Linked DNA regions of Mus musculus: regions 2, 3, 4, 5, 6 and 7 are each linked to region 1. Evidence: chromatin contacts called from public Hi-C data. All regions are on one chromosome and are shown on one strand. Each heading gives the region's core, a stretch centred on a gene start, on an enhancer-like site or on the middle of the called end of the contact. The rest is flanking DNA. Distances are from core to core; before and after follow the strand shown.

What was found. Hi-C and Micro-C count contacts between places; a contact is called where the count stands out from the background.
Region 2: a contact with region 1 is called in a Hi-C map of myocytes, with 5 times the contacts expected there. The contact joins two enhancer-like sites. A contact is called at or near these places in 2 of 484 Hi-C or Micro-C datasets (bone marrow-derived macrophages and myocytes) and 2 of 115 datasets of contacts at active chromatin or transcription factors (bone marrow-derived macrophages and fibro-adipogenic progenitors).
Region 3: a contact with region 1 is called in a Hi-C map of bone marrow-derived macrophages, with 13 read pairs. The contact joins two enhancer-like sites. A contact is called at or near these places in 1 of 39 promoter capture datasets (liver), 1 of 15 datasets of contacts at CTCF or cohesin (large pre-B cells), 2 of 484 Hi-C or Micro-C datasets (bone marrow-derived macrophages and liver) and 2 of 115 datasets of contacts at active chromatin or transcription factors (bone marrow-derived macrophages and large pre-B cells).
Region 4: a contact with region 1 is called in a Hi-C map of large pre-B cells, with 4 times the contacts expected there. The contact joins two enhancer-like sites. A contact is called at or near these places in 2 of 39 promoter capture datasets (both in liver), 1 of 15 datasets of contacts at CTCF or cohesin (large pre-B cells), 4 of 484 Hi-C or Micro-C datasets (bone marrow-derived macrophages, embryonic fibroblasts, large pre-B cells and 1 more) and 2 of 115 datasets of contacts at active chromatin or transcription factors (bone marrow-derived macrophages and large pre-B cells).
Region 5: a Hi-C map of bone marrow-derived macrophages shows a contact between it and region 1, with 8 times the contacts expected there. The contact joins two enhancer-like sites. A contact is called at or near these places in 1 of 15 datasets of contacts at CTCF or cohesin (large pre-B cells), 9 of 484 Hi-C or Micro-C datasets (the HPC-7 cell line, bone marrow-derived macrophages, cerebral cortex and 5 more) and 5 of 115 datasets of contacts at active chromatin or transcription factors (SST interneurons, bone marrow-derived macrophages, fibro-adipogenic progenitors and 1 more).
Region 6: a contact with region 1 is called in a Hi-C map of cortical neurons. The contact joins two enhancer-like sites. A contact is called at or near these places in 1 of 15 datasets of contacts at CTCF or cohesin (large pre-B cells), 2 of 484 Hi-C or Micro-C datasets (cortical neurons and pre-pro-B cells) and 1 of 115 datasets of contacts at active chromatin or transcription factors (bone marrow-derived macrophages).
Region 7: a contact with region 1 is called in a Hi-C map of myocytes, with 3 times the contacts expected there. The contact joins two enhancer-like sites. A contact is called at or near these places in 4 of 39 promoter capture datasets (3T3-L1-derived adipocytes, hippocampal neurons, liver and 1 more), 8 of 484 Hi-C or Micro-C datasets (the HPC-7 cell line, bone marrow-derived macrophages, cortical neurons and 5 more), 1 of 115 datasets of contacts at active chromatin or transcription factors (the NIH/3T3 cell line) and 1 of 9 other capture datasets (macrophages).

What each region holds. Positions count from the first base shown.
Region 1 is chr16:25,262,444-25,265,633 of GRCm38.p6, reverse strand. No RefSeq gene overlaps it. Among named protein-coding and RNA genes, the nearest start is that of Tprg, 23 kb to the left of the region's middle. Within about 2 kb of position 1,688, at least 86 of the 459 cell types and tissues checked have an H3K27ac peak or open chromatin away from gene starts, as enhancers often do. A contact at or near this core is called in SST interneurons, bone marrow-derived macrophages, cortical neurons and 3 more, where this site is marked.
Region 2 is chr16:24,568,083-24,571,181 of GRCm38.p6, reverse strand. All of the region lies in intron 4 of Lpp (LIM domain containing preferred translocation partner in lipoma), which reads right to left. Among named protein-coding and RNA genes, the nearest start is that of Gm24440, 160 kb to the right of the region's middle. Within about 2 kb of position 1,316, at least 29 of the 459 cell types and tissues checked have an H3K27ac peak or open chromatin away from gene starts, as enhancers often do. A contact at or near this core is called in myocytes, where this site is marked.
Region 3 is chr16:24,591,507-24,595,009 of GRCm38.p6, reverse strand. The region is part of intron 4 of Lpp (LIM domain containing preferred translocation partner in lipoma); the gene reads right to left. Among named protein-coding and RNA genes, the nearest start is that of Gm24440, 190 kb to the right of the region's middle. Within about 2 kb of position 1,264, at least 40 of the 459 cell types and tissues checked have an H3K27ac peak or open chromatin away from gene starts, as enhancers often do. A contact at or near this core is called in bone marrow-derived macrophages, where this site is marked.
Region 4 is chr16:24,657,865-24,660,981 of GRCm38.p6, reverse strand. All of the region lies in intron 5 of Lpp (LIM domain containing preferred translocation partner in lipoma), which reads right to left. Among named protein-coding and RNA genes, the nearest start is that of Mir28a, 170 kb to the left of the region's middle. Within about 2 kb of position 1,726, at least 24 of the 459 cell types and tissues checked have an H3K27ac peak or open chromatin away from gene starts, as enhancers often do.
Region 5 is chr16:24,619,213-24,622,626 of GRCm38.p6, reverse strand. All of the region lies in intron 5 of Lpp (LIM domain containing preferred translocation partner in lipoma), which reads right to left. Among named protein-coding and RNA genes, the nearest start is that of Mir28a, 210 kb to the left of the region's middle. Within about 2 kb of position 2,151, at least 72 of the 459 cell types and tissues checked have an H3K27ac peak or open chromatin away from gene starts, as enhancers often do. A contact at or near this core is called in SST interneurons, bone marrow-derived macrophages and pro-B cells, where this site is marked.
Region 6 is chr16:24,535,157-24,538,226 of GRCm38.p6, reverse strand. All of the region lies in intron 3 of Lpp (LIM domain containing preferred translocation partner in lipoma), which reads right to left. Among named protein-coding and RNA genes, the nearest start is that of Gm24440, 130 kb to the right of the region's middle. Within about 2 kb of position 1,711, at least 11 of the 459 cell types and tissues checked have an H3K27ac peak or open chromatin away from gene starts, as enhancers often do. A contact at or near this core is called in cortical neurons, where this site is marked.
Region 7 is chr16:24,731,575-24,735,130 of GRCm38.p6, reverse strand. The region is part of intron 7 of Lpp (LIM domain containing preferred translocation partner in lipoma); the gene reads right to left. Among named protein-coding and RNA genes, the nearest start is that of Mir28a, 95 kb to the left of the region's middle. Within about 2 kb of position 1,635, at least 49 of the 459 cell types and tissues checked have an H3K27ac peak or open chromatin away from gene starts, as enhancers often do. A contact at or near this core is called in muscle stem cells and myocytes, where this site is marked.

The DNA of each region.
Region 1 (3,190 bases), core at 439-2,938:
AGAGTGTGATATTCACTTGCTTAATGTTTATTGAACTTGGCAGCAGCCATATAAAAGAAGTCGGGTCTAGGAGCTCTCAGGGAAATAACAATGAGCCTAAGGAAGATTCATTGTGGAAGTAGTTATCCGGCCACAGGGAACACACTGAGCACTGTGGGAAAAGTCACTGAGTGAGTTAGCATCTTTGCGTGAAGGCTTCCAAGGAAAGGTGGGGGCCGGGTGGGAAGGCATGGCAGATAGTGGCCAGATGGTGAGAAGGAGGCAGTTCCGGACACAGCCTTGAAACAGCGAAGTTATGTGGGAGAGTGAGAGCAAACTGACCCTGCCGTGCAGATAGAGTGGGCAAAGCGTGAGTAAAGACAAGGAACAAGAGGGCGAATCACAGGAAATACTGCTTGGTGGGTGGGAATCTGCGGTTGGCACCAGAAATGGCATTGGGGAATGGAATCGTCTTTGCCCATCAGGAGGCCACTCACGCTTGGTCAATTATTGGTCTGAAATTTCTCACCGAAGGCAATGCCATGCAGCCAGCCGCACTCTGTCACAAATCGGGGTCCTGCAGCCATATAGCGGAAAGTTCTTGAGTACAAAGTGAAGTTTGAGTATAAAGTGTGGTTCGTAGACCGAATGCCGCTGTGAGATGTGAGGTGATGCTTCTCATAACTGCATCAGGCAATCTGTGGGTTGGGGATGACAAGTAGGTTGGAGACACCTAATGTGGGTTGATACATGGGGTGGCAGACAAAAGATGCTTAGTAGAGACTAGAGAGATGGCTAATACCAACCTTTCTCTCACAAAATAAAACTAGAAGCTAGGGATGAGGGATCTAGGTCCTGTTTGGAAACTGACCAATAAAATTGGGATGACCATGAAACTAAATGTTTAGAACAGGTCTAGAACAGGGGACTACTATCTCAGACCTGATTTATAAGTAGCCTACTGTAGGCTGGACAGTACAGTGGGCTCTAAAACCACAAAGGTGTTGATCATATTAGGTTAGAACCTCTCCTGCAGCAGGGGTTATTAAATGTGGCTCTATTGAGCCATTTGGCCTGTCAAAAAGTGTTGGCATGCACCAATCATGTGGGACATGGTGTTGAAATGACTTTTGACCTACAAACTCTGTCTTCAGTCATAACCATGATGTTTCTATGTATTTCAAATAATGACTTCCACTGATGAATACTTGGAAAGCTTATGTGCAGACAATGGAGGTCTGCCTTTTATCAGCAAACTCTGACCCCATTATATTCTGGCTTAATGCTCTAGAGCAGACCTGTCTCCTTGGTTAGGCATTTCAAGGATCCTGGGGTCTGATCCTACCTTTGTCTCAGTTCGTTCCTGTCCCTTCTTTCCCATATCCCTTATCAACAAGTCGGGTGCTAACCTAGCAAAGGGGTGTGCTCTGTATGTAGAACAAGCCTCCTCCTTTTTGTCAAAGTGACAAAGTGACAAAGGATGCTTCAAGACTCAACTCAAAGGTATTCTTCCCCATGCTACGTCTTGATAACACCTTGCACATTTTACTTTAAATGCTAGCATGCCAATTAAGTCTACTGGACTGATTGTTCCTCAAGGCCAGAAACCATGTTTATTCATTGTTGCTTTTCTATATAGCGGACCCTTTTCTAAGTGAAGAGGCTAACTCAAGCTGCAGTGCAAACTATGACCACCAGATGGCAGTAGGTGGACATTTTGTCTCTCTCCCAGCATGAGGGAGAAGAAGGGTTTGTAACAAGTGCCTTTCATCTCTGCCCTTGCAGACAAACGTGTCTCTGAAGACAGAAAGAAACCTTTGACTGGCTAGTCGGATTCCCACACCCCCGAATAAGAATAACAGGTGGCCATTGTATTCTCCCTTTCCTGACAACTCTGTCCCTTAGGCTCAACTGTATTCCATGATGCAGGAACATAGATATTTCAGTTTGATCTTCACAAGGACAAGGTGACCGTCTTCTCAGGAACTGGGAGGAATGGTCACCAACACCCACTGATGGTCAGCGTCTGTTGAGGTCCCAGAGCTTCCTGCCCACATCCATCTGTCAGACCCGAGCAACTGACAAATGTCAGACAAATATCCAGTGCTGACATTTTTTTCTAAACGTTGTTATTGTATTTTTGCTTGACATGTAATAGGTATACATATTTTTAGGCACAATAGGCGTTAGATATAAGAATATTTTGAAAAATATAAATAAATAAAAATTAAAAATAAAAAAGAACATTTTGTGTAATAATCAGTATGGTATTTTATCATATCTAAATTACCTCAGCCATTTATAATCTTTTATTGTGAGAACACTTAAATTCTTCTCTTGTGGAAGGTGTTTGGAAATACACAGAGCAATACTCACCATAGTTATACAGTTGTGCTTATAGTGACAGACAGACCGTCTTCCTTTTACCCAGTTAGGCATAGGCCAGACTCTCCCTTCCTTCGCCTCCTCTCTGCACTGTCTGATTACCACTTTCCCAGTCTACACGTATGACATCAGCTTGTTTTGATTTCTCAAACGGGTGAGGTCATCCCTGTGGTATTTGTCTTTCTGGGCCTGTCTTGTTTCCCTTAGCTATGCCCTCCAGACTCATTCACAATACTGCAAAGTTAAGAAGTCAACAAGTCTTAATGACCAAATAATATTCTTCTGGGTATAGATAGACAGAAGTCATAAACGTTCCACTGATGGACCCTACCATTGATAACAATCCCAGGCTTTCGTGAAAATCACCAGCAATTCCCTGCGCATGTGTAATACTGTGAAGCTAGTGTCTTCCCTGAGGACTTGCCAGCTTAGTTGTTGAGCACAGTGAGACAGCCCTAAGCTTGAACTTTGAAGCAGCCTAGAACCAGAATCCCTGACTTCTTTGTGTTTGCTGGTCTCTGAAGTGCCCCAGAAACCAAGGGACTCTGAAGTGATGCCCAAGCCAACCGAACAGCTCTAGAGGCACGCAAAAGTCCTCTCAGCCCTAAAGTAAAAGGGCCAAGAGTTTCCCTTCCTCGTTCCTCTATCACAGCTAGCTTACACTCTTCTCTACCCTCTACTGCCTATTGGCATGGTAACCGGGATGCAGAAAACGGGGGAAGTGTCTATTACTCTCTCCATAATTCTTGACAGTCCAGCTCCACCAGTTGTTCCCTAAGCCTATTCTCCTGGTTATTTTTTTTGGCAGTTTGACATAGCTGGAGTC
Region 2 (3,099 bases), core at 67-2,566, 690 kb after region 1:
ATACTTTTCCCCCAAATCTACATTTGCCAATTTTTAGCAGCAATTAATAAAATTATTGAGACCTCATGTGAATCTCACTAAATTCAATTCAACAAAAATGTACTGTAATGCTTGACCTGTTGGTTTCAGTCTCTATTTTATGCCATGACTGAAAGACAAGGGAGGAAAGAAAAAAGGAAAAGTCATCTAAAGTCACAATGTTGGTCCCTAAGGACTTGAACTCATTCACATGTGACAGTGAGCTTTTAGAAGATGAGGATGTATGCAATAAAGTACCCCAAAAAGCCTAGTCCTGGCAATGAATGGCTTCTGTGCAGCTTAATGATGTTGGACATGGAAACAGGAAAAGGCTCATATAAGAGAACAAGCTGTTAATTTTCTAACTAGGGAAGTGGGATATGGTAGGAAAGCCCTGCCCTAAAAGCTCTGTCAGGGGTTCTGGGTACAGCTCAGTACCTCTGGGACCCACTCTGAGTTCATTACTCCTCATCTTTGTCCATCTGTGATGAGCTAACAGAATAACTCATACCATGCAAGTTAGAAAGAATGGAGGTTTATCTTAATCAACCTTTGAAAGTCCAAGACCACTGTAGCAGCATCTGATGAAGGACTTTAGGCTATTCCAACCCATGAGAGAAGGCAGAAGGGCAAGAGAAGACTACAGCAAGTGAGCTCTTGTTATGATAACCACATTTTGGAATAACTGTCCTGCTCCCATGGTAACCGCATTGATGATGACAGAGCCTTTATATTCTAATGACCTTTTATAAGGCCCTACCTGCCAACCCTGCTCCATTGGAATTATGCTTCAAACTCATCAACCTGGAGGCACACATTTAAGCTCTAACACCTTGCTGCATTTCTTTCTCTGCACTGAGCTACCATTCCTTTTTGGTGCCTTCTCTGACCACTTCCAGGATCAATGTTGTCCCAACCCTGCTCCACTCAAGCCTTCTGAGCTGAAAGAGAAAGCAAGGTGGGGCTCAATTTGACAAGATGAAATATCATCTGACTGGGAAGCAGGCCTCAAGCCACTCACTTTCAGTGGCATATCTACATAGCAGTGCTAGAAGACACTGTATAGCTCTTCTTACTCGTAAACTTTCAATGCCTGTGTCCTACAGTTTCCAAGTGACAACTGGGGGCTCAGCAGTCAAACCGATCCTGAAGAGGATCTGACATGACCACATCAACAGTTTCTATTGTGGGGAAGGTCAGGGACTCCTTCAGAAAATAGCTGATCTAAACAGAGCCCAAGGAGTGTCATGGTAACACTGCTCGCAAGCTGCCAGAGGTAGGGAGGAAGCACAGCCAATATGCCTGTGCAGCTGCCACATTTCAGAGCAGCACTCAAACCTCGTTAATATCATCTTGCTTAATACCGAGTTCCATAGATCATAAGCTATTTTTACTATGGGCTTAACAGATTTGTGAATTGTCTCTCTGCCAACACTTCCACAGTCCCATATAGAAGACAGTGCTATCTGAGAGCTTCGGGACCTTGGGCTACTTGGATGGAAGAAGCAAAAGAAACAGAAGGGAACCGGATACTAAGGGGCAAAGATTCTCACTAGGACCAATAGCAAGGAAAGCAGAGTACACAGGAAGAGCATGTGAAAGTGCACTGCACACTTCTCAGGAAACAATCATGCTGTTCCTCTCCAAAGACTCAACGATACACATGGGCAATAAGCTGGGAGAGCTCGGTCCTCTGCCTGCTCACCGTGGGCCCTCCTGTCTCAGTTCTGATCACAAGCTCTTCCAGTTGACGCATCTCCATTATCCTCACCTCTTATAACAGGCATGCATAGCCCAGCAAGCCTTGCACCTGCTTTGTAAAAGGGAAACACCTAGACACCATATATTACTGCTTAATATCCACAAGTGAGAGCTTTTGTGAAATGTCCTATTGCTAAGCAACGGACTCCCTCACTTGTACGGGAATAGGAACTCGAGCTTTTTGGTAAGAGCAGCCTGCACAGAACCTGGCACACACATCAGATCCCCATGACTGCTGTCTTGTGTCCATCTATAAGAGCCAGCATAGAAGCCACCTTATTCCTAATGGCCTCTCAAAGAAACAAAGGAGGCCTGCTGAGTGCTATACTGTGACTCCAAAACTCTCTCTCTCTCTCTCTCTAAGGCTTGGTCAGATGGGGGCAAGGACATCAGGCCTGTAAATAACTAGACAGGTAAAGCAGGAGGTTTCTACACTACACAGAATATTTGAAGCCCTTTGGGGGTTCTGAAACCCAATAAGCATGGAAGCATCATACCGAGCTCAGATACAAGCAACAGCAGTTTTATATTCACTATTATTCACTATTGAAGAATACAATTCTATGTGCTGTTTTGTTGAAACTCTGTCTAGTGAACTGTGCCAGGAAATTCAGGGAGAAGAAACAACAAAGGCATAACAACACAAAATAAAGTGTACTTATAAAACAAAGTTGCACCAGGTGTAATGATATGTGTTTTTAATCTCAGCTACTCAGGTGCCTAGGACAGGAAGGTTACTTGAGTCTAGAACTTCAAGAAATCTCTACAAAGTTAAACAAAATAAGAACATTAAATTCTAAGACTGATTCTAAAAGTAAGTGGCATACAGGGCTTCCCTGGACAGAAAAATAGGTTCTGGTCCTTTGGACAGGAAGGAAATAAAGACAGGCAGAAAAATGAAGCAGGGCTTGGAGGTTGGTGAGGGGATGTTTGTAAAAGCTAGACCCCTGCAGCAGAAAGGCTATCAGTCTCAGAGTCTGTTGAATATAGTGGCTTCATGTCATAGGTTACTTTACCATTCCATGTTTCCTGCAGTGAAGGCCAGGCAAGTAACCGTGCACCCACCAGTCACTGAGAAGTTTTGCAGAAAGAGAAATAGTGATGAGCAATCCCTGTAGACGGGGGCACGCCCCACTGCCAGGTCACATTGCAGGGCTAACTAGGTGGCTTAGCTAGCTGGACAAAGGGCAAATCTGGTAAAATTCCAGCTGGAGTTCAAAGCTTCTGGAAAATTATCTTGTCTGAGGATAAAGTGATACAGATGAAGAGACTTAGAACTCTCTCTCTCTCTCTCTCTCTCTCTCTCTCTCTCACACACAC
Region 3 (3,503 bases), core at 15-2,514, 670 kb after region 1:
TCATTTCTTATAGCAAACCTTGATTTTAAATGGAAAAAAGAAAACCTTCAATGTTCTAAAAGTCGGATTCACAAATGGGCAACAAAAATACTTTATAAGGAAGAGCTGTGTCTAGGTACCTGGTGATGTCTGTGTTGATGATGCCTTTGCTGAGCAATAGAGCCATCCCAGGGATCCAGGAGCCACCCAGAGAGCACCCAGACCTTCTCAGAACTTCTGAGGCGTTCTGGGAAGATTCAGGCTCAACACACAGTGTTGACGATGAAACCAACAGGTGCCAAAAATATCGACTCTCAGCAATCTGCCCCAGGTTCCACCACTGACTGTTTCTGTAACTAAAGACAACACACAGGGGAAGTCCATTCTCTCCGAACTCTGTCTTTCTGCTCATGAGGGAATTTACTTGGATTCCAGCTATAACAAAACTTAACCTTTCAATTCCCTCAAAGACGAAAGTAAAGAAACAAAGGTCATGAAACTAGAAACAGACCCAACACACCTTAAGGAACAAAAGAATCCCTGACCCCAAGTTTTCAGATCTGACCCCAAATATTCAGACTGTAACAATCTACACTTACAATGCCTAAGAGGCAAAAATCCCAGGAAATGCCTGCGGGACTATAAGAATTCCAGGGAACTCAGTCCCTCACCAACATCTTAAGTGAAGGAGGGACACTTGCACACCCTGGATCCTCTTGGGGACAGAGACCAGTGGAAAGCAGGGGAACAGGCGCTTGAGGCAGTAACACGTAGGGCTCAAGAGAAATCACTAAATCACTCATGCCCCAAAGAAAACGGCCAGAGACTCAGAACATAGAAGGAGTTTGGGAAACAAGATGAAAAATGGCAAGAAGATCCAGGATGCTGGTGGTTGCATCTGCTCCATCATCCAGCAGTGAACAAGGCTCTGCTCTCAGCCATCACAGGCTTCAGTGTCCTCTGCTCTAAGTGAAAATATTCTGTACCTGGATCAAAGTCAAGTGAAATAATGACTGCATGAGTGTGTGTGTGTGTGTGTGTGTGTGTGTGTGTGTGTGTGTGTAAAATATATACAGAAGGGAAAATTATTAACAAAGGCATTTCAAAGGAAAGTTATAAGTGAATATTCTCAAGCCAGGGTAACAAAAGAAAATTAAGTATAGCAATAATCTTACAATCTGATAGGTGGGGAAAGACGACGTTCAGAATTGTTACAAACAATGATGTCTAAACGAGAAGAGAAACCAGCTGAGACTGTCACAATCCTCTCAGTTCCTGTAGCACACACAACAATGGAAAGATTGCAGGGAGGGGCAGCATAAACATTTCAACTATGACACACCAAGAACATGGGACCCAACCCTGAGAAAATTACATTTGCACATAGGGATAATCATCTTAGCACGGGTGCTGTTGGGAGTATCTAAGGCTTGGGAAAATGTTCTGTAAACAATGGGCTGTCTTGCTAGCACAAGGACTAACACTGGATCCCTAGAATCCAGATGAAAGAGCCAAGCATGGTGGTACATATTTGTGACTTCAATGCCAGGAAGGTGGAGGAAGAAAGAGACTAGCCAACCATCTTAACAGAATCATTGAATTCCAAACTAAGTGAGAGCCCCTGTCTCAAAACAACAAGGTGGACAGCCCCAGAGGAGAGACATCCAAAGGCAGCATTGGCCTCCACGTGCAGAAGCTCACAAGTGCCAGCATTTTCAAATGCAGCTGGAAAGAACAGAATGTGGGTCACAGCTCCCATGACAACTGGCTCTAAGCAACCTCTAACTTCCCTCCAAGGGATGCACTGGCTTTTCAGGACTCTACAGATACCTTAACATACATGAAAACAAGCATGTACAGACAAGTAAGCAAGTATTTAAATTTAAAAAATGTGATTTTTCTAAAGAAGGCCTGCAGGTATTTGATTTCAGACTGGCCACTTAGTATTGGATAACCAATTGGGGCTCTTCCCTGGGACAGGCTAATCTCCTCCCCTTCTCAAAGGTCTTATTTGGCTGCAGTTATGCATCTAGGGGAGGGACAAATGAGATCTCCTCTTTCTGTATCAACATGTTTCCTGGTAGCATTACTCAGATCTTGTTTAGCCACATAAAATGGATATAGCAGGTTACATGCATATATTTATGCATTTTTCATCGTATGTAAAATAATAACAAAAAGAAGCAATCAATAGGACATGAGAGGGACTAGAAGAAAGACATAGAAGACAGAAAGATATATTTCAATTCAACCGTTTTTGATGGAAAATATTTTTACAAAGGAATTTCTAAGTAGCTCATGAAAGCAACTTCATCCTTTCAGTTCTACCTAAGAGGAAAAGGAACCGAGATGGGCAGTGAAATAGGACCCTGACAGTTCAAAGCCTATAGGTGCATTTGCATAGATCAATGATTCTCATCTGTGTGCAATGACAAACCTTCAACAAACCTCTCTCTCAAAAATATTTCTATTATGATCCCTAGCAGTAACAAAACTACAGCTATAAAGTAGCAATGAAGGTAACTTTACAGTTGGGGTTCACTACAGTAAGAGGAACTGCATTAAAGGGTCACAGCATTAGGAAGGTTAAGAACCACTAGCCTAGATGGAGAGAAATATAAAAGCAGATGTTATCCAAAGAGATGATTTTAGCATTCAACAGGCAAAGGCGGATTCAGAAATCATCCAGGGGAATGGCAGTTCAAATACTTTCAGGTAGGACATAAGGTAAGTTACTGTTGGTAGGATAGCCACATTGATTCTAATAATTCAGGAACTCGGGTGGTCTTTCTATCTTTTAGTATCTTGTTCAGGGACTTAAAGTTCTACTGCAGAAGTTTCCAGCTCCTTGGCTAGGCATATTCACAGGTGCTTTTTTTCAAGCTATTGAGAATGGGACTGTTTCCATGATCTCTTTCTCTGTGAGTCTGGCATTGGTACACAGGAAGGTTTATAAGTCGATTTTGTACCCTGCCTCTTTGCTGAAGGCGTTGATCATTTCTCGGTGTTTTCTGGTGGAATTTTGGGGATGTCAGATGCATAATATCATATCATATAGGGTCTTTATGTAAAATATCAAATCATCTGAAAACCAAGTGACTTGATTTCTCCTTTTGCTATTTCTAGCTCTGTAATTTCCTTCTTTTGTCCCTGTGCTCTAGCTAGTGCTTCAAGCAGTGTGTTGAAAAGAAATAGGGGTAGTAGACAGCTGTCTAATCCCTGGTTTTATTTTTCTTCATTTAGGATAATATTGGCTATTGGTTTGTACATATGCCATATGATGGAATATGTTTCCTCCAGTCTTCCCCACTCTAGAAGGGCATGTTGTTAACATGAGAGCAAGTTGCTTTGTCAGAGGACTTTTCTCCATCTATTCAGATGATCATGGAATTTATTTAAGTTTATTTATGTAACTTATAATGTTTATTGACCTATGTATGTTAAAACATTTCTGTGCTACTGGCTTCATTGAAGGAATGAAAAGATAGGTAGAATTCTGCTGTGAATCCATCTGGACCCAAGAA
Region 4 (3,117 bases), core at 477-2,976, 600 kb after region 1:
AAGTACAACACAGTCATCAAGAAGGCTCAGGTTACTACCATATGTAACCACCGATGTGGGAAGCAAACATACAAATCTGTATGACTATATTATAAAATATTTAAAATTGTTTAAAAATCAGATATACTAGAAAAAAACATTGGATTTATTTTGTTTTGTTTTTTTTACCATTTTAAAAGGCAGTTTGTTCTCCCTTTAAAAATGTAGTTTTGATGTTTCATTTAGAAGTATCCCTTACATGTAAGTGCTTCTTCCTCGCCTGTCACCATGGCACCAAGCTATAGGAATCAGATTCCATAAGCAAATTATTAACTTTTGAATAATATAAAAATGTGACAACTTGGGTATCTCAGAGGAAAGAAAGTCTAAAACTGCAAAGGTGTATCCTGCAAATGATGGTAGCCTATTGGGCTCTGAAACACCTGGTGGTGTTGCTACACTGGGAGGAGTAGCTATGAGCTGTCAGATCTAACCCCTGCCACAACAGCCAAGGACAGTGTCTCTAGAGCCATTCAGTTTTACCAGGCTATCATCACCCCCACCCCCAAGTCATGATATAACCTTGCTCAAACGCTGGTCCATGTTCACAATCCATCAGGATTTCAGAGAGGAGTTATAAAATTCATACCTCTGGCTGGCACTTCCAAAGACGTTTAATGTAGTAGTTCTAAGGAAGGACCAATGATTTGTGCTTCTAAAAAGCCTAGGTAACTTCAGTGGCATTGGCTCCTGGAACATAGTTCAAGTTTCACTGAGTTCGGCAAAGTACCTTCCATCCTTTGGAGAACCCCAGGATTTGAAAGGTTCCAAACTCCTGTTGTATAGGGATTTCTTTTGTCTCGAAGTCTTTCCTTACCATTTTAGCATTATAATTTGAAACTATCCATTCACTATCCCTTGTCCACACACTGGAATCTGTAAGAAAGCCATCAAACCGATGGCTGTCCAAACTACCTCCTCTGGATTTGATTGGATGAGAATCCTGGGGATTGGAATAAATGTGTGGCATCAGTGTTTCTTTGATCTAGGGGACTCCACATGCAGCTAAAATGGAGAAATGCTGGGGTGGCTACACAGCTCATGGAAAGTATTCATTAACTCTGAAGGAAAATGCACTACAACAGAGTCCTCTTCTACCTTAAAACAGAGTGAATGAAAAAAATTAATTCACAAGGTATTGAGCCATGAAGCCATGACTAGGTGGTTGTTCACAACCTAAGTTTAGATTCTAGCAATCACTCTGTCTTCTCCCACCCTCTATAACGCAGTATGGAGGGGAATGTGTAATTGACCAGATTCTATGTGGCATTTCAAATTATCAGACCATCAGACATTCTCAAACCTGCCTGAACTCTTGGTATCCCTATCATATAGGGTGACTCAAAAGGCCCATAACATGCATATGAGTAAACCAAAATATCACAGAAATAATTTTAAAAATAAAGGTACAACTCTGTCTCTGAAATACCTCCTAAGTATATTCTCCTTTATCCTGTTTGTCTATAAGAACTTAAAGAGATGCACAGGCTGATGGTAATCCCAGAAGGATTAAAGAGAAAGAAAAACTGACTTCTTTAACAAAGAAATAATATGAAAACAACAAAGAACCTAATTCTAAGAAAGATGATGTAGGTTCTTAAGAAGCCAGCTGTTAACCTCTTAACCATCAACCACTGACTACAACCAAGGGTTCAGTTCACTAAGTTCAATCATCTAGGTTTCGGTTCCTACATCCTATACTGGGACTTGCATGCTAATGCAGCAATGGGGTGGGCACGAAAGGGGGAGGTACTGGAAGGGGATGCTCTGGAGGAGAAATGCCCTAGCTGTAGGAACTGGAATGAAGAACCTGCACAACTCTTTGTCATCATCTGTATGCCATAATTCTGATGTATAGATGAACATCCAATAGAAAAACATACTCAATGATAGATGTGTGATAAACCTACAAAATGTATGTTATCACAGAGATGATGGCAATAAATTCCTTAGAGGGTGAAAAATGGTAAGCGGCCTTTAAGAAGCTGAACTGTGCCAGTAGAGAGCAGACTTGGAGGCAAGAATATAACAAAGTCTTCTCTTTTCACTGCTGCAATCATCAATGCTTTCCCTCTTACTTCAAACTGGGAAAAGGGGGCACCTAGATCCTTCTCCTTCGCTCTCCAAAGACTCTTAAATTTGTTTTAAGTTCTTTAGGGGACAGGAAGCACCTTTGAATGCCACAGTGACAGTGGCCACACATGCATCTGAGAATGGAAGGAGAGAGCTGGTGGGCATCCTAATCGGGTAAGCCCATGAAATGAACTGGTATGAGGAGCCTATGTCTTCATCAGATATTTAGCTGAGCAGTGCCTTGAAACCATCAGAAAGTGCTGTGATGTGACAGACCAAGAAAATAAACCTTTCTCATCCATTGAATGACCTTCTCAGCCTTTTCAACTTATGAACACCTCTGTTCAAAACTGAAGCTAGGAATGTGTGGCTTCTCTAAGTAATGAAGCTTTTCCTCACTCTATCCAGCTCCTGTCTTTTAACTGACTAGGGGAGTTTGCCAGGCTCATCGATCCAGATACTCCTATGTGAATCTCGGTCTTCCCTCTCTCCCTCCCTCTTCTTTGTAACATGGTCTCCATCTTTGGGCTTGAACGTGTGATGTTCCTCCCTCAGTGCCCTGTGTGGACCGTTATGTTTCGTGAATCTCAGTCCAAGAAAGAAGTATATACATCAGTGTTTTCTTGAATCTCTTCTTTCAGACTTAATACCGTGTCTGGTTTCTAGGTCTGGCAGGATACTAGTAGCCTGGAAGACTCTTCTCAACGCCACATAACAGAACACACCAGATTTTGCAAGGTTCACAGAGTGTGGTGGCTCGTGAAATGAAGTTACATGGAGAGGGGACAGGATGTGACATGTGCACAATACCTAAGAATAGTCAGAGACCCACACAAAGACTGAGTGTCACAGAACCCTTAATATGCAGAGCCTGAATTCATGTTCTCCCTATGTGAGAACTCATTGGGGAATGTTCACTCTCAAGGCCATTCATGGCTAGTGCTGGCTGTCTTGTCTTCATTGTCATGAAAATAGCACCAATCCCTCTCCTGAAGAACCTACCTT
Region 5 (3,414 bases), core at 902-3,401, 640 kb after region 1:
ACCATTGTCAAACAATTGCTGAAAGTGAATAGCACCATCCTACAGTTTAGATCTGGATGGAAATGAAGCTGAGTTGTTCTGTCACACTGTTTTGACAACTGAGAAAACTAGCCCATTGTTTGGTAACTATTGTGATTACTGGTGTGTTTTGTCCATTTTCACACATTTCCACAACCTCCCTGATGTCCTGTTAACCCTATCTGGCTGCATGCCACCTTCTAGTCAGTGTTACTAAGACAAAACATCAGCATTAAGCCTGGTAGATCTTTCCCACCCACAGTCTTTTATACTGAGCATGCATGAAGACGATCTAGGAGTGCTGTTCAGAACAAAGCCAAACTTGAAAAGGCTCTAAGTAGTTAGGAGAAACCATTATTCTTCAAAGAGTGGGAAAAGCAGTGGTAGTAAGGGTGGTCTGATGCCACCTGCATGGTACCCATCATTCTCCAAGTCTCCATCCTCCCCTGGGGCTCCAGCTTTATTCTCCTTCCACTTCCAAAACCACTTCCACTTAATGGCATGATAATATGTGCCAAATTCGTTGTACAAAAGAATGAAGATTCTCTATAGTCACCAGACAGAGACTTAGCCAAGATTTGGACCTGGTCTCAGCTAGACCATGTTGAAGGATAAGACAACATGATGGCAGATGGCAATTTCACTATAAAACTAGTAATGTTTATATATGGATTAATTCAACCCAGAGAAATGTGATCAGAAAACAACAACAACAACAACAAAAAGCTTTAAATTTACCATTAGCAAAAGATTTCTCAGAAGAGTCCTCTATTTAATGGAATTATGTCTGCAGATCTATGAAATAATAAAATTATTAAGAAGCTAAGAGACCTGGTGTGTGTGTGTGTGTGTGTGTGTGTGTGTGTGTGTGTGTGTTTCAAATTATGCAATGGATGGAACACATAAAAATCTATATCAAAAATCTGAATCCAGGGCATGCTAAGAGAGAAGACCAACATTGTCAAGCACACTGTAAAAGCATCTTTACTTGATCAAACTTGTGCTTAAACATCAGGCTTTGAGTTATGTGTCTGTTCCCATAGGTTGCTTCAGAGACTTTCCTACATTTTAGGAAGGAGTCCTCATCATGCGTCTACTCCAGGTGTTTATGGATGGGAAATGCTCCAAACACACACCAAAGACCAAAGCAGCAAAGGGTCAGAGAGCAACAGCTACTGCTGCCTCTGTACTGAGATCATGCAAGCTTCCAAAGACATGATCACTTTTCCAGCCAGCCTGTGGATTTGGTCCTCTATACACAAGTCCCGATGCTGTGTAACTATGATAGGAACATTACAAGTGACTGATACAGACAGAGGAGAGACATAATTATCCTATTTTCATAAAAAGAAAAAGGAAATATCAAAGTACTAAGAGATATCTGAACTGGCAAACAAGATAACCTAGGTCAAAGGTTGAACAACCTAAAACTTAACAAGCAGCCCTGTGAGCGCTTGCTTGAACCTTTAGTCTAGGGAAGCCCAAAAGAGTCCAAGTTCATTGCCTCATGTAAGCAGGGGTACTGGAAGGAGTCAAGGGGCTGGGAGACTGGGATGTAAAGTAACTAAATAAATATTTTTAAATGAGTTTATAGACTGTAACTCTGTTGGTAAAAGTGAAATGTGGGATGGATCATTGAATAAATGTAGTATGAAGGAAACATGTCATGGTGACAATACTGGTGATAATAAAGTATTTCAAGTTGAAGATGCATACCTAGAACAAGGTGATCACCATATAAATGGGCAAGGACTGACAGAAGTGAGCACATTCTTTTTGATGTTACAGACACCATCATTTTATCTGACTTTACATGGAGTAACTGTGTTGAATAACCTGTGCACTTTAGGTTATTTAAAGTTCCCATCCCTACCTTCATTTTTTAAGCTAGAAACTTTGCCCATTCACTCTTCCCAAATCAGACTTAGTTTGATGAGGTGTTAACAGATTTCACTCAGACTTTGGGAATGGATGGCCTAGTAAAGCCAGGGAGAAAGCTCTAGTTCCAATCATTCAATGCAGTGGTACCAAGGTGAAATAACATATAGCAAGGGAATAAAGCTCTCAAAGGCCTCACAGTAAGTCTATGACTAAAGGCAGCATAATACTAGGACAAGAGAATGGCCTATTTTTAGTATGTGAGACTGTTTTTGAGAACCACCAGGACACTGAACCTTGATTTCTGTTCCTACTATACCTTGTCCAGTGATAAGTAAAAATCTTTCCCATGATCCCCTTTGACGAATGGGAACAGCCCAAGATGTGAAAGGTGAAGTTCACCTCTAGCCTTCAGAGACCCAGAGGACAGGAAAGATACATGGGAACAGAAAAGAAAGGCATTGCCAGGGCCACAGTGAACATACGGGTCAGCCCTGAGAAAAAGAAAGATGAGGAAGTCACCATTCTCAGCATCTATTGCAAACCACCAGCCTCTCTCACTTCCCTTGCCCACAGAGACGGCTTTTGCCAGTCAAGGAAGAAGTAGTTTCATAAAAAATGATCAGAGGAAGAGATGAGGGTGGGGTAGGAGAGTAAGATGTTTCACTGAAAGGGCAAGGCCAAGTGTTCAAAGGACATGGATTTATTCCTTCAACATCCCTAGACCGCTTTATAAAACAATCAAGTCAGAAACTATTAGCTGGGTTGATTTAGTAGACTCTTTGACCCAGGACACAAAAGGTTTAAGAAGATACAGAGAGGCGAACTTGACCTGACCAGTAAACATTTCAAATATGACAACTGCTTAGAGAGCCACACAAGAAAGTTGGACTGAGTAGCCGGGCTGGCTTTCTATAGTTATTAACTGCCATGCCACCACTAGTATCATTATGTAACACAGTAGCATATGGGGAACATTACGCGGTGTGTTTTCCAAAGCTTCTCTGTCCAAGTGGGTGAGGCAATGGCCTCCTTGAATCAAAACCTATTGCTCCTTAAGGCTTGCATAGCTGTCTTGATTAAACACAGCAGCAGGCTCCGGTTGAAGGGACAATTCTTCGCTTTGGAGGGGAGGTAGAAGAGGGTAATTGCCAGATGTTTGCAATTTTAGCTATAAAAAGATGGCTGCTTTCCATTCCTGAGTATGTTGAATCTTTTTTTTTTTTTTTCTTTCTACCCAAGCTATTGTGGTTCACTTAAATAGGCCATTGCGCTGATGAATCATCACTCAAAACTACAATAATGGAAGCAGAAAAAAATATGGCATTTTAAATTCCCATGTAAGAGGAATAAATTAAAATGTACAGGTACTACTTATGTGCTAGGCAACAAAAATCATGTTAGTGCTTAAGATGCTCGTTTGGAGTCTTAAGAGCTGTGCGTGGGTCTCCCCTTGACTACTTCCTACGATCACGGATAGGCACCAATGCCTTAAAGCAAACCTCAGGCTGGCTACCT
Region 6 (3,070 bases), core at 462-2,961, 730 kb after region 1:
AAGCAAACAATAATCAGTAGATTCTATGATGTGCCAGGCCTTGAAACAAGGCACTTTTCATGTATAAAGGTCATAAAACATGGGAAAAGTCTGTACTAAGTTAAAGACATGAGGAGAAAGTACAGAAGAAAATTCCTAATTGAATCCTATTGCACAAAATGCACTAGTGAATAAGAACAAAATTTGTAGTCACAATAGTCATGCTTCCCCATGTCAATTTCTGAGCTCCAATAAGCAAACCTTACTCATGTGAGTTAGTAACATGAGAGAAAGCTAGGGAGGTACATACTGTTCTGTGTCTACAACTCATCAGCACCAACAGGGAAATGTGGCGGAACACACTCAAACCACCTCCAGACCAGTGAAAATGCCCTCAGGCAGAGAGCAGGGGGGATAGAGCATCACACAGTGTCAACTTAGGCTTTGCTTTTCTCATAAAAACTAAAAGCATTTCAATGATTCACTGAAAGTAGATAGTTAAATAGTTTTTGAAATAAATAAATAAATGGATGTGAAAAGCCAACATTGCCCCCATCACCATCAGAAAAATTGATCATTGTAAAATTCTCATTTCTACTAATTAGTAAAATACTTAATTGTTTGAGCTGGCAACAATCAAATAATGATCTTTGCACAGCTGGGCCTACTGGTACATACACACCTGTAAGCCCAGCTCACAGAATGCTGAGGCAGAAGGATTTGTTTGAAGCAAGACGAGGCTAAACAGTGAGTGTTTGTCTTGGAAAACAAAGAACCTTCTTTCCAAGCCTTGTAAGAAGGTTTCAAAGAGTCCATGGTCCTGTCTTACTAAAAAGAACCTCTCAACAGAAAAACACTAAGGCAACATATTGGCAGATTGGCTGATATTCTGTATGTCCAGTTGTTTTTGTCCCCACTGCAGAGGCTGGGAAACTAGTAGCCCTGCTTTGTAAAAAAGCCTTTTGAATGAATTATGAGAATTTGTCTTCCAAAAATTTCAATGACAGTTCACATTTTTATTTTTAAATTCAATTTACTTAACTCATAGAAATCAACCAGAAGGAAGGAAGGAAGGGAGGGAGGGAGGGAGGGAGGGAGGGAGGGAGGGAGGGAGGGAGGGAGGGAGGGAGGACAAGAGGAGGTGAGGGGAAGGAGGGGAGGGAGAAAGAATGGAAGAGAGAGAGAGAGAGGCAGAAAGACGGACAGGCAGAAAGAGAGAAAGAGGCAAAGAGACAGAAAGAGGCAGAAAGACAGAAAGAGAAAGGAAGAGAAAGGAAAAAACTGAAAGTTCACTATATTCTGCATGTCAGTAGATAGGAAGAATAAAAGCTAATACCATCATAGCTGAGTTTACAAGCTGAAGTATTACAATAAATAAAACAGTCTATTGTTTAGATCCCACTGAACTATAACTAAAATATCTACCTATGCACCAAATGGGCTTTTTAATCCTATCATTAGAAAAATGTTGTCTCTTAGAGTGAGTGAGTGCCATAGAAATATCATGGAGCCCAAAACAGTCCAGAGGAGCAGAGAAAACCATAATTTCTCCTTGCTAGCTCTTCCCCATTAGAAGCCCTAGTCAGAACTTCCTTGAGTAATCAGACTTTGAAGGAAAAGGTAGCCCTCCCCCCAAATATATTCACATATGGGGAGCCAAGCACTGTGCAAATAGCAGGCAGTAGGAAGAACCAATGAGCAGGCTCTCCCCGCAGATTCTGGAACCAACTTCTGCCCTGCCTGGAGAGCATTCTTGGAGAAGGATCTTTTCTGCGGATGCTGTTTTCCCCACAGCCACCCTGTGTGTGTCTGCCTGTCCTCCCACACTCCAGATACACGGGTCCAAAGGCAGTGCTGTCGTTTTTCTAATTGCCTAATTGCTCGGGTTGCCTCCAAGTCTTCATTCCACTAACACACATCCAAACTCCAGCCACCTGCGCTGCTCCCTCCTTGTCCCTCTTCATGGAGACTCTTCGTTCCTGAGTTCTGCATCTCTCCCGGAGTACCAGCTCCTGTGGCTTTTTTGTTTTTGTTTTTGTTTTTCTGAATTCAAGATGGCAGTTCAATGACAGGGTCTTTAAAACAGTGCTGTGCCTATAACTTCGGTTCTACCCTGACCCTCCTCAGGATTGGTTTCATATAGCAATTGGTCTCCTGGTTCTCACACCTACACACCTTGACTGTACTCCACTAAATATAACCTTAATTGGCTAAGCTGGCAATAATGCAAAAATAGCTTTAATAACCATCCTCTTCATTAACGGTGTAGCCTTAATGACGCATTCCTTACTTAGGACGTCATTGGATTCTTACACTCCTAATACATTGAGTACAAAAAAAGACTGGAAGCCCATTTAGGACACGAGGAGGCACAGTTGCAGAGACTGGAAGGGGCCTGTACCAAAATCTCACCAGGCATATTTGGCACTACTGGAGCCTGATGCCAAATATTTTCTTTAGTGGTACAGCATACTCTCATCACAGCACATGCTGAGAGATGTACAATCACTGACATGTTGATCATGGTAGTCAAAAACCTTTAATCTACATCAGAATTACAACAGTGTTTTGGATGGACTTAGAAAGGGAGAGAAAACATTAAAGGAGAAGGAAAAAGAAAATTTCCTCCAACTGATTATGGTAGAGACGATTAGTGGAAATAACTTGGGGAAAAAAAAAAAAAACGTGGGTGTCCTGGAAGACTCATCATTGTCGTCATTATAATTTCTAATCATGCTGTGTGGGCAGGTGTCCCTGTAGAAGAACCACCATTGGCACCCAGATTAGCATCTTCATCAGGAGACTAGAATGGAAGTCTGCAATTCTTAGACCTAGGAACCTACATCACAGATTCCCCTGTGCAATCAGCAAGCAGGCAGCCTGTGCCTTAGCAAAGACTGTTGGGTGTGCCAAAAGACGTAATGAATGCCATGTGCCTGTGAAAGTGCACAGTAGGGCAAGGTGCAGTAGGCTCCTTAGGAAGCAGGAAGCGGATCTCCAGCACCGAGGTCTCTCCAACAGCTCTAACTCACTCCGTGTCTTGCAATAAGTTATTTTCTTTGCAATTTTCTTTTCACTGTCATCTGAAACT
Region 7 (3,556 bases), core at 386-2,885, 530 kb after region 1:
AAGATGTATCCATATAGTCTTGATTTCATATATATGCTTGTGTGTGTATGCAAGAGTAATAATCAAATAAAAAGGCGTGATCAATTTGATAATGGGTCATGAAAGTAGCTGGAGGGTAGCTATCTGGGAGAAGTTGGGAGAAGAAGAGGGAAAAGAAAATGAGGTAATTCTATTTAAATTAAAAAGTTATTAAAGATTTTAAAAAAGATAATCTTTTAGTTCAATTGCTATCATCGAAAAGCAGAATGTAAGAATAAGGCTAAGGAGAAGAGGCAACAGCCAACCCCACAAAGACTGAGAACAGGCAGTCACTCTTGGACAAGCAATGTTTCTCTTTCATCTCAGGTTGGAAGATCACCATTTTTTGCTTACTGTCCCTGGGACCAAACAGGAATTGGAGGCATCTAGATTTCATTAAAATCCAATCAACTGGCTTCAAGGAAGTGATGGTCTGGGAAGACCTGAATGAACCAGTTGTCAGCCAGCCTGCTGCTTTTAACACCCTACTGTGTGGACTTCTGTTTTCCTAGTCAGTCCACAGATATCCTTCACAGCTAATCCCAATACATACCTCAGGCTGGTTCTATTTCTTTGACAAAACCTCTGGGACATTATGAGGGCTTCTGTAGATCTTTGACTTTGGGTAGAAAACAAATCATAACAAATATACTGGTGTCCCAAGACTAATATGCTCTCCTACTACATTAACATTTTTCACCATGTAAGAAAAATAGGCCAGATATTTTTAAAGAACCATGACTTCCTCCTAAGAATGTAGGAATGTATCTCCCACCAGCTTCAACAAGGTGGGGGCATGAATCTCCAAGTGCCACAGAACAAAGGGGAGCAAGTTCAAAAACAAAATTCCTCCCCAAATCAGGCAAATTGTTTTGAACACACACACACACATTAACTTTATGAGTACATAGTGTTTATATATAATATATATATAATATATATTATATATACATATATATACATATATATATACATATATATATATATACACACACACACAGACACACACAAGAAATTTATTGAGAACAGTACTTTGTTTCAACAGCATCATTCTTCAGGACAGTATATCAGGACAGTGCTTAAAAAAAAAAACCCACAATTGTCATTTTCTAGCCAATGGCTACATAGTAGCACTATGGTTGACAAAAACTTTTAAAGCTAAGCACTTACCTCCTTCTGTTTTTTTTAAACTCCATAATATTTAGAATAATAAAATTAGATCCTGACTAATTGACATTTTTTTCCATTTTTTATTAATTGCTTTAGTTTTCCCAACTTTTTTTCTTGATCACAGACTCCTGACAAATATACTTTTTTTTTTTCCGCATTGAAATACTTACAAAGAGAGTAAAGGATTTAAGAGCGCGCTGTGACATCTTAGGGCTGAGACTGGTGAGAACCAGGTTTCAAATGCAGGCGTCCTACCTATTTTCCTCCTTTTGTTCTTTCCTCTACATATTTCTGCACAAAAAGGCTTAGAGTACATCCCCATCCACAGAAATATATTCCTTGTAAATACTTCAGGGATGCTTTTGGCATGGCTTAGAGACTGCTCAGGCCACAAGAATCCATGTAGGAATGCTGGTTAGCAGAGCCTGCCTTGTCTGCTTTTTGGTAATACTCAGTGAAGGCCAAGTGCCTATGAATCATGACAAAATTATTCTTACTCTCTTATCACCTCTCCCCCTTTGGTAAGTGATTGACTATTAGACACAGGAAGTGCATGTCACTGAATAAATTATGAAAAGTCAAGACTCCATCTGGGCTGGAACTGAGAGAGAGGGAAGATCATTCATGATAGTAATGGAAGCTTCAGTGAGCCCTGGAAGGAACATCTACTTAATCCCAAACATACCCCAATGCTGAACCTGTGCTGCAGGCATTGAAGGCTCAGGTAGCTGTGGTATACTCTGCTACACCGTGACCCACTACAAGTGGCTGCAGAGCTAGCCTGGACTGCTGCAGCATGGACTGATCAAAGCAGGTAAAGTGTATGAAGGGGCTGCAGGAGCTGTATTTAAATCTATCAGAAAGAGTCCCAGGAAGGAAATAAGTTAAAAAAAAAAAAAAAAAAACCTCACACCATAGACGATATTTAGAGAAAATGAGAAGAAAAAATAGCTTAAGGTACTGGTGAGCAACATCCCTGACTGAGAAGAAACAAGCCAAACCAGTAAAAGTGAAAGCATAATAGGAAAGGATGTGGGAAGAGAAGGGGATGGAGGGAGAGGGAGGGAGAGGGGGGAAGAGAGAAGGAAAAGAAGGGGAGGGGAAAGGAGCAGGAACTGTTATCTCTGGGGAAGTAGAAAGAACTATTTCCTCAAATGCTGACATTCATATTTAGAATCCTAACTATTCCTTTGTTTTAAACATACTAGGTCAAGGATTCATATATGCAAGGACAAACCACTTCCTTTAAAGCAAAAACCTCACCTTAGTTTTCAGCCTTACTATAGTTGAGATCTAGGTTTCACAGTGTCAGCTGTGAAAGATACAAGGGACTGATTTTCTAGAAAGAAAGGGGGAAAGAAAGAAAGAAAGAAAGAAAGAAAGAAAGAAAGAAAGAAAGAAAGAAAGAGGAGAGAGACAGAGAGAGTGAAGGGAGAGAGGGAAGAAGGGAAAGAGGGAGGGAGGGAGGGAGGGAGGGAGGGAAGCAAGGAGAAAGGGACAGGGGAGGGAAGGAAGAGTAGGAAGAAAGGAAGGAAGGAAGGAAGGAAGGAAGGAAGGAAGGAAGGAAGGAAGGAAGGCAGGAAGGCAGGCAGGCAGGCAGGCAGGCAGGCAGGAAAGAAGGAAGGAAGGAAGAGAAAAAGGAAGGAAGGAAAAGGAGGAGAGAGAGAGGAGTAGAGAGGTAAGGAGGCAGAGAGAGACCTGGGGAGAGAGGAAGGGAAAGACCTAGAGAGGAATAAAATTATAGTTTATATCTTTATAAATATAGCCATACGAACTGCATATATCTAAATATGTATATACATGTGTATAATGGGTATATATATATATATATATATAAAGGCACACATAATGATTCTTATAAAATTAATAAATATGCTAAATTGCATATTTAATACATCTACAATATGCTATGGTTTGGATCTAGAATGTCCCAAAGCACTGCATATATTCAGCACGCTCCTAAGGATGGCGCTGCTAGGCGAGCCACTGGACAGCAGAGCATACAGAATGAGGTTATAGCTTGAGAGCAGGCACTGGTTCGGGCATGCTGGGCCTTAGGCTCCATCTCTAGTTTCATTTCATAAATATGAAGCAAGCAGTTATTTTTCCATGTGCTCTCTATGATATTATTCTGCCATCATAACAGGTCCCAAGCAATAGAATCAACCCATGAAGAACTTAAACTCCTCTTCATAGACTGCTCTTCTCAGGCATATTTTTACACCCATTAACACAACACTTATTTAGAAATTTATGAAATATATCCATAAAAACTATACACGCAGAATGGCAACCAAACACATGGCAAATGGCACAATATAGAATCGTTAGGTATAGGTACAGAGAAAGGATCCTATGCTCCCAAGTC